Linked DNA regions of Pan troglodytes: regions 2 and 3 are each linked to region 1. Evidence: chromatin contacts called from public Hi-C data. All regions are on one chromosome and are shown on one strand. The core of a region is the stretch at or near the end of the contact, and the rest is flanking DNA. Distances in the headings are between cores, read along the strand shown.

Region 1 (2,740 bases), core at 120-2,619:
TCCCCCAATCATCCTTAATAACAGTGCTCTGGGCCTCCCACTAGGAGGTCCTCCAAGAGCCAGGCCAGTGGCCATCAGGTCAAGAGCCAAGCATGAGGGCCCCATTAACAGGAGACTCCCAGAAGACCAAGCGGCAGTCATCTGGCTGGAAAATCCAGCAAGCAAGTTAAAAAGGAAAAAAATCAGGACATACACGTGGTGGATCATAGAAAAAAAAGAGGAAAAGCAAGCAAAAACTATACAAAGCAAAACTCTACCATTTAAATAACAGCCACAAAATAAAAGACTTTCCCTTCTTTCATTCTGATTTACAAGTCAAAAGAATAAGCACCTCACCCCTCCTGGTCTCATACTTTAAAATTTAACCTAAGGATTAACTGCTTTTCAGACTTTGGTCATGTCATGACTGACTCTTCAGGGAAGAAATTTGTGTTAAGACACAGAAGTGCTTTAGTGGAAAACAGCCCATGATGAGGGAAATTCACCATTTTGCACCTTGTCAATTTTTTTTTTTTTTTTCTGAGACGCTCTGTCCCCCAGGCTGGAGTGCAGTGGCGCGATCTCAGCTCACTGCAAGCTCCGCCTCCTGGGTTCACGCTATTCTCCTGCCTCAGCCTCCCGAGAAGCTGGGACTGCAGGCGCCCGCCACCACGCCCGCCTAATTTTTTGTATTTTTAGTAGAGACGGGGGTTTCACCGTGTTAGCCTGGATGGTCTCGATCTCCTGACCTCGTGATCCACCCGCCTTGGCCTCCCAAAGTGCTGGGATTACAGGCGTGAGCCACCGCGCCCGGCCCCTTGTCAATCTTTAAATAAAAAGGAAACGGCTAAAAATGAAAAGATACCCCTAGGCCTTTCTACTCAGGATAACTGTAACCAAACAGCATTATCTCATCTAAACTCAGCTGTGCCTCAAACATTATCACAAGTGCTGGAAGCGTTTAAATCTACAAGCAACACTAGCCTAAAAATGCCTTCGGTAGCCAGACGTGAATTAAAGGCTCCTCAAATGCCAGGAAAATGTCCTACAAGGGTAAGGGGAGGAGAGAAAGAGTACTGAATACATATAAGTGGGCACTGATCGGAGAGGAAGCAGCACGGGTTCCAGACACCTAACAGGCAGCCTTGGGGATGCAGTCAAGGCCGACCCTTCCCTTCCCTTCCCTTAAGTGGCCGGACGCCTCACCCAGAAGAGGACACAGGGGACTCAACAACGTCTCGGGAACAACGGCCCGGCGGGTGTGAGACTAAGCGGCCAGGAGGAGGAAGGGGAGGAGGAGGCAGGGGAGGAGGAGGCAACGACTGCGGGAAAGGGGAAGGAAGGGCCGGGCCGGGTTGGAGAAGCCTCTTTCTGGGCGTGCGCGCTAAGAGCCTGCGCACCAGCAAAAGCCCCAGCGCCCACGTGGGACTGAGAGGAGGGTCACTTACAGTACTTGTCCAATCTGAAATTACATTTTAGCTAGACGGATTCTGCACGTAGCCGCGCCGAACCCCACGGCGCCTGAGCAGGGCGGTCCCGGGGCGGCTACAGCCCCGCCTCGCGCGCGATCCCGCCCCCGCCGGCGCGGCCCCTGTAAAGCGCGGCCCCTGTAAAGCGCGGCCTGATTGGCCCTTTGAACCGGGCGTGGGATTGGCCGTCGCCTGCCCACCCCGCGGCTGCAGCGTTCCCTGGGGCCTAGCCAACCGCGGGCAGGGCTGGGCAAGGCGGGAGGAGCGCGGACCCAAGATCGGCTACGCTGCGTCTGCTCAGGCTGCGAGTTCCCGGCTCTGGGGACTCACCTTGCGGAGCTTACCCAGGCGGACTGTCCGCAGCCCCGGATGGGTGTGTGTGTCAGACCGTTTACTAAACACCAGGACTGTTGTAGGCGGCTGTAAGAAATAAGAATATTGCATGGTTACAATTCTTGAATGCTTACCTTGTGTCTTGTTCCTTACTCTACAGAAATTTTCTAATCCCGTGGCGAACCCCCGTACTTCAACGTATGACATTCTGTAAATCTACAAAACAGATGGGTCCCTGCCTTTGAGAAGTTTTTACAATTTAGTGGGTACTGGACACGGACCTAATTTATTTCTCACATGCCTTCCCTTTCTAATAAGCTGCATGTTATGTATCCCTATTCTACAGATGTGGGGAATCCGAAATTTTTCGCTTTTACTGGGACACACAGCTAGCAAGCAACTAAAGCGAGAATTCCAACCTGAGCTCCAATCCGAACTATTTTCATAAATGGCAGGATCCCAGGCTGAGGGAGTTCGAGGTTTGGGAGACAGTTTAGCAGTCGCTGAGTCCAAACATGTTGTTTTCCTAGAAAAGAAAACTGAGATCCAGGAAAGGGAAGTGATTTTCCAAAGACACACCTGTGAAAGGTAATAATTTCACTGAACTGATCTTAAGTGGCAGGTGCACTAAGATTGTCTGCTATCTTCACAACAACCCCGAAGTAAATAAGTGTTCTTATCTTGGCCTTACAGGTGAGGAGAACAGCCCAGTGAGGCTGAGGCCACACAATTAGCCCCAGTCTTTGCACTACAACTCTACCAGGGATCCTGGTTTGGCTCATTTTCTTTCTTCTGCACCATGATTGTTCACCTTTTCATTACCAGCAACATACCCAAAGACCTAGCTATAGACTCGTTGGAATCTGTTACTTAGCAGCTGTGTGAATCAAGTGTTCAATAGGAATAATAAGATGTATTCATCTTACCTTTTCAGAACATTATGAAGAACAAATGTGGTA
Region 2 (2,740 bases), core at 160-2,659, 460 kb before region 1:
TAAATTTTAGATAATTAATATTTTAATATTATCATCAATATAGCTATATGTAGGTACTACTAAAACCTACTCTATGAGCATCCAAATTTATTAGTTGTAGAATTATTTTAGGAACAATTTGCTCCTACTAATGATGCTCTGTGACAATATAACGGTAAGGAATTCTTTCACTACATGAGATAGATTTCTTGACTTTAGAATCTCAAAATTGCTAGAAGGGAGCTAAGGTGAGCACCCCTTCACACACACTTGATTTACAATGTTAATACTGACAACTTTGCCACAACTTTGTGCACTGGCCTTATTCTTTACATAGGTGGAATCATGCAGTATTTGTCTTTTTGTGGTTATCTTATTTCACTTAGAATAATATCCTCAAGGTTCACTGATGTGTGGCATGTCAGAAATTGCTTCTTTCTAAGGCTGAATAATACTCCATTGTATGCACATATCATTCTTCATTTATATGTTCATCTACTAATGAACACTTAGGTTGCTCTCATGATTTTCGCTATCATGAATAATGTTGCTGTGAACATGAATGTAGAAATATCTCTTCCATACCCTACTTTCAGTTCTTTTGGGTATATACTCAGAAATACAATTCCTGAATCACATGTTAATTCTATTCTTAATTTCTTGAAGAATGGCCATAGTGTTTTCTGCAGCAGCGATACTATGTTACATTCTCACCAACTATGCACAGAGCTTCCAATTTCTCCACATCCTTGCCAACATTTGTTGTTTTCTGTTTTAAAATAGTAGCATCCTAATGTGTGAGGTGGTACCTCACGGTAGTTTTGATTTTCCTAATAGTGCTGTTGAATACCCTATCACGTGCTTACTGGTCATTTATAAATCTTCTTTGGGGAAATATCCATTCAAGTCCTTTGCCCACTTTTGAATTGGGTTGTTTTTGCTTTTTTGTTGTTGTTGAGTTTTAGGAGTTCTTTATACATTTATATATTCTGGATATCAATCCCTTACTGGATGTATGATAAGCAAATGTTTTCTCTCATTCTGTGAGTTGCCTTTTTACTCTGTTGATAGTGTCTTTCAATGCACCAAATTTTTCAAAGCACGTTTAAGTGACTCTTCCAGAGCCACATATAAATTTGGACTGGGCATAATAATGGAATTTGGGGTCATCCTAAACATTTACTTATTAAACTATAGTCACTAAATTACACTCTCCGTGACTGTGAATTTTAAAATCAGCTGAATCCCCTCTCTTCAAAATGTGCCTCAACTCAGTCCCTGCTTCTGTGTGGCAGAGGCCTAAGTAAATGTCGTCCCACATCGTTAACAGTGTGATCTATTAGGCAATGAGATGAGGTTGGCTCAGAAGGAAAATGGCTTCTCCCGTCTCCTTGCAAATCTCTGGGTTGCCTGCAGATGGTGCTAAAGCACCGTGTGTGCCGCCTCCTTCGCAGAGAACAGCTGCCAGCTGCCAGCTCCCAGCAAGCAGCGGAGGACTCTCTGAACACGTGGGGTTTACGGAAAGAACTGAAAAACTTCCCTGAAAAGTCTTGGGAGGGTCAGGGAAGAGATGGAGAAAGACAATCTTTCTAATTTCACAAAAAGAGGGATGCTCCAGCTGCCTCCAGGGAACAGAAACAGGGACAGCAGCCCATAGCTCCTACTGCCAGTGGGAACTCAGATCTCTCCACCTTCCTGCATGGAGCTCCCCTACGCAATGCCTGTACCTTCCACTCTGGCCTTTAGAGAAGGGTTTATATTTGGAGGGTTAGCAGCCTGACTCTATGTGAAGTTAAAGGAAATGAAAAGAAAGTGGATTGCTTTTCCATGAACATTTCCAATTCTGTTAAATACTGATCCTGCTTCAGTGGGATCTGCACATTTGCCTGTTCATCATGTTAAGTGGAATTTGCTTTTAGGTCTTAACCTCGAATACTTTCCTAAAATTATAAAAGCACTTCCACAACAGCCCCTTCATCTTCAAAATCACTACCAGCAAATTAATAGAGGTCTTTTACATCTCTAGCCTGGATTCTTGAAAAAGCCTTTTATCTGGACCCTTTATTTCTACCCTGAGCCCCCTGTAATGGATCCTTTAAGAGGGATTTTTCTGATCTGCATCTGACCAGATCTCACCACTGCTTAGAATTCAGCATCTCTATTCTGCCTTAGGATGAGGTTGGAGGTCTTCGGCATGGCCTCCAAGGTATTTATGAGCTGACCTCCCCCTACCCAATTCTATCCTTCCCTAGTCCCACTTCCTGCCATTCCCCATCTCATACTTTGTGTTTCTGGATTATGAGTTGTTTATAGTAACCTGAATGTACTATGCTGCTCCCACTTTTATAACTGTACATGTTATTCCTTCTACTATGAATGTTCTTTCTTGCCTTGGCCTGTCTACCAATTTCTTACAAGTGCTTAAAGTTAGCTTGGACATAACCTCCTCCCAAAAGCATTCTCTCATCTCTACAGGCTCCCATCTCTTTCTTCCTTGGGCAACTTTGTCACCTGGCAATACTTCAATTGTGGAACTTATCCCGTTGTTCTAAAATAATCTTATGTGCCTAAATTAAATTGTGTTTTATTCCCCTGTAACACCTGCCTGGAGCCCAGCATAATGCCTTGAATATAGCAGGAATTCAGTAAACTAATATTTTGTTGAATTGGGATTAAAATACTGCCCAACGTCATTTTTTAGCCTTTGATGCCAAGTGATACAAAGAGTAAAAGAATGAGCAGATGCTACTGGGTCCTTTGA
Region 3 (2,740 bases), core at 175-2,674, 400 kb before region 1:
TGGAGAGAACAAATAGGCTAAAAGTCTCAATGACAACTTTATAAGGGTGAATATGGATATAGAATATTGAACAAGGCAAATAGAAGAATTGGAGATGTGAGAAGCGAGACATTCGCACAGAACAACAAGTCAAAGCACCACATGCAGTCATCACTTCTCTGCAATCAACGCGGGACATGCCTGTTACAAAGGCAAGAACAGCAGGCAAACTGTTGCAAATAAGAACAAGAATTAAACATGTTAATAAATACGATGCTGTTTTATTAATAACTTTAAAAATCTGCTAGAATACTGTATGTTACTCCAAGTTCAGCTAGTTCGTTATTTTTATAAAAACCTCTTTTTATTTACCTCCTTTTTTTGTTTGCATATTGGAAGCCTGGTAAATAGAACTGGAAACCTACCTCGCCCAGGGTACCATGTGCCTTCTTTCTCCATCAGCCCCAATGACCCACAAATACTTTTTCTATCCATGGCAAAAGAGCAGAGGGATTGTTTTTGAGATTTTAGCAGCCCATGCAATGTTCTCTACAGCCCCTAGGTGTCACTATTGCAAAACTAACAGAAGCCCGAACCGTCAAAAAGAAAAAGTACATTTAATATGAAACACTTTCAATAACTATGCAAAAGACAGACATCATTTAATACAGAAGCTACAAACAATTTAGTATCTCTAATTGAATTTTTAATTTCCTTTTAAACTCAAAGGCTCACCCCAAGAAGAAGAAAAATATCATTTTTTAGCCAGAAAAAAAATCTCAGAACTGTTCTTTCTCCTAACATTTACACTGAGGGACTCAGCTGAAGCTCACGATACTAAAAGTTTGTGGTATAATTTGTTTTATAATCAAGATTGGTTTGATAGTACAAAAGCTTTCAGAATAAAAATGTAAGACAGTAAATGAGAGCTGGCTGGAAGGAAAAATGTAGCTATGTTAGTTTGATATTCAACCAAAAGCTATAATCTTATTAAACATATTTAAACATGGTTTTCATTTAGATTTGGCAGCTTGATTAATGGGGATGTATTAAATAATACCTGGCTGCTAGGAGCATATTTAGGAATCAGTGCCACATAAAACATACGACATGTACAATTCAGTTTCATTATTATTTAAGGTTCTCTGTTCTCTTGGCTGTGGGCACACACATATTAAAAATTAAGTACACGCGCTCAATGTATGCGCTGCGCTTTTAAAGGGCTTTCTCCTTAAACAGAAACATAAAATGGAAAATGAACTCAACTCTGGTGAAAGGTAATGGATTCATCCCTCTGGGGGCAGCTGTCCTGTTTATCAAAAGAAAGGGGAGAGGTGGGTCAGAAGCAAGAAAAAAAAAATTCCCAAGTGGTCAGCAAAGAGAGACGCCCAACTTCAGAGGGGAGCTGAAATCAGTTTCTACACCCAGGCTTCTTTCTTTGTCACAGTTGAGAGGTCGAATGAATGGTATGTTTAACCATGAGGCCATGGGGGAATTGAGATGCTGATTCCCAGAGCATTATAGAAACACTTTGGTAATGGGGGTGTGGGGGTTGGAGGGGAGTGTGAAGAAGCATCTGTAGTTTTTCTGGGCATAATGCTAGGTACTGACCAAGGGGTGGGAACTGCGGGGTGGGCGTGGTTCTGACTAGCTGGGAAGATAGAAAAGTATGAAGTAAAGGACCAAGTACCATAATAGAGTTCTACTCAGTGTTTTTGATGAGAAAAAAATGATACATATGACATGCAGAACCTTATCAATAAATTATCTTTCTCTCCTTTCAAATGACATGAGGTTCTCTAATAATCTTTGGGCTGGAACAAGACATCTCAGAGAGGCCAAAATGTCATATATCACATTACATTTCTAAACAACCCAATGGGACAGGGAAAAGTACTATTAATATTTTAACTTTGGAAACTATGTTTAAATCCAGAAAAAATACAGAAAGCATCTCATCAATCAGAAGGAAAAAAAAGGCATGCTTTTTTGATAAAAGTATTATTATCTCTATGTACAGATTACAGAACTGAGGCTCAGAGAGTTCAATCACGTTACCCAAGATCACATATTTAGTAAGTTTCAGAGGTAGGACTGGAACCCAAGCTTGTCTTATTTGAAAACCCACTTTTAAAATCTTCAACTCTCATTGCTTCTCTGATTGACTGAAGCCTTGGGCAGAAGAAACAAAGAAAATAGGGGGTGATGTGGAGGGGCACAGCATGCAATTCTGTTTACCTCTTGTGTCACCTACTTGCAAAAGACTGGAAGAAGAGAGTCTGATTTCTTCTCAAATACTGCTTCCCATTGCTGCTATCATCCACAACTGAGCTATCTATTTCCCCCACTGGAAAGAAGTCACAAAAATGTTAAGCACGCCAAAGTCTTCACAGCGACGATGGTTATAATCAGCAGACCACAGAGAACAAGCTATGTTGCATTAAGAATACAACCAAGAAGGAAGGAAATTCTGATACGTGCTACAGCATGGATAAACCTCGAGAACATTATGCTAAATGCAATTAGCCAGTCAACAAAAGACAAATGCTGTATGATTCCACTTATATGAGGTATCTAGAGAGTAGTTAAATTCACAGAGACAGAAAGTAGAATGGTGGTTGCTAGGGGTTGGGGGAGGGGGCAATGCAGAGTTATTGTTTAACGGGTAAAGTTTCAGTTTTGCAAGATGAAAAGAGTTCCGGAGATGGATGGTGGTGATGGTTGCACAATAATGTGAATGAACTTAATACCACCAAACTGT

Evidence for each region. Hi-C and Micro-C count contacts between places; a contact is called where the count stands out from the background.
Region 2: a contact with region 1 is called in a Hi-C map of stem cell-derived neural progenitor cells, with 2.3 times the contacts expected there. The contact joins the enhancer-like site here to the promoter of FGGY in region 1. A contact is called at or near these places in 1 of 7 Hi-C or Micro-C datasets (stem cell-derived neural progenitor cells) and 1 of 1 datasets of contacts at active chromatin or transcription factors (stem cell-derived excitatory neurons).
Region 3: a Hi-C map of stem cell-derived neural progenitor cells shows a contact between it and region 1, with 6 times the contacts expected there. The contact joins the enhancer-like site here to the promoter of FGGY in region 1. A contact is called at or near these places in 2 of 7 Hi-C or Micro-C datasets (induced pluripotent stem cells and stem cell-derived neural progenitor cells) and 1 of 1 datasets of contacts at active chromatin or transcription factors (stem cell-derived excitatory neurons).

The regions. Positions count from the first base shown.
Region 1 is chr1:171,696,400-171,699,139 of NHGRI_mPanTro3-v2.0_pri, forward strand. FGGY (FGGY carbohydrate kinase domain containing) reads right to left here and starts at 1,370. Exons shown (of 19, transcript XR_002938170.3): 1 at 1,186-1,370. LOC107966858 (a long non-coding RNA gene) reads left to right here and starts at 1,563. Exons shown (of 3, transcript XR_008547684.2): 1 at 1,563-1,870; 2 at 2,312-2,740.
Region 2 is chr1:171,237,627-171,240,366 of NHGRI_mPanTro3-v2.0_pri, forward strand. All of the region lies in intron 15 of FGGY (FGGY carbohydrate kinase domain containing), which reads right to left. Among named protein-coding and RNA genes, the nearest start is that of HOOK1, 54 kb to the left of the region's middle. Within about 2 kb of position 1,410, at least 7 of the 24 cell types and tissues checked have an H3K27ac peak or open chromatin away from gene starts, as enhancers often do. A contact at or near this core is called in stem cell-derived neural progenitor cells, where this site is marked.
Region 3 is chr1:171,298,702-171,301,441 of NHGRI_mPanTro3-v2.0_pri, forward strand. All of the region lies in intron 14 of FGGY (FGGY carbohydrate kinase domain containing), which reads right to left. Among named protein-coding and RNA genes, the nearest start is that of HOOK1, 110 kb to the left of the region's middle. Within about 2 kb of position 1,425, at least 3 of the 24 cell types and tissues checked have an H3K27ac peak or open chromatin away from gene starts, as enhancers often do. A contact at or near this core is called in induced pluripotent stem cells and stem cell-derived neural progenitor cells, where this site is marked.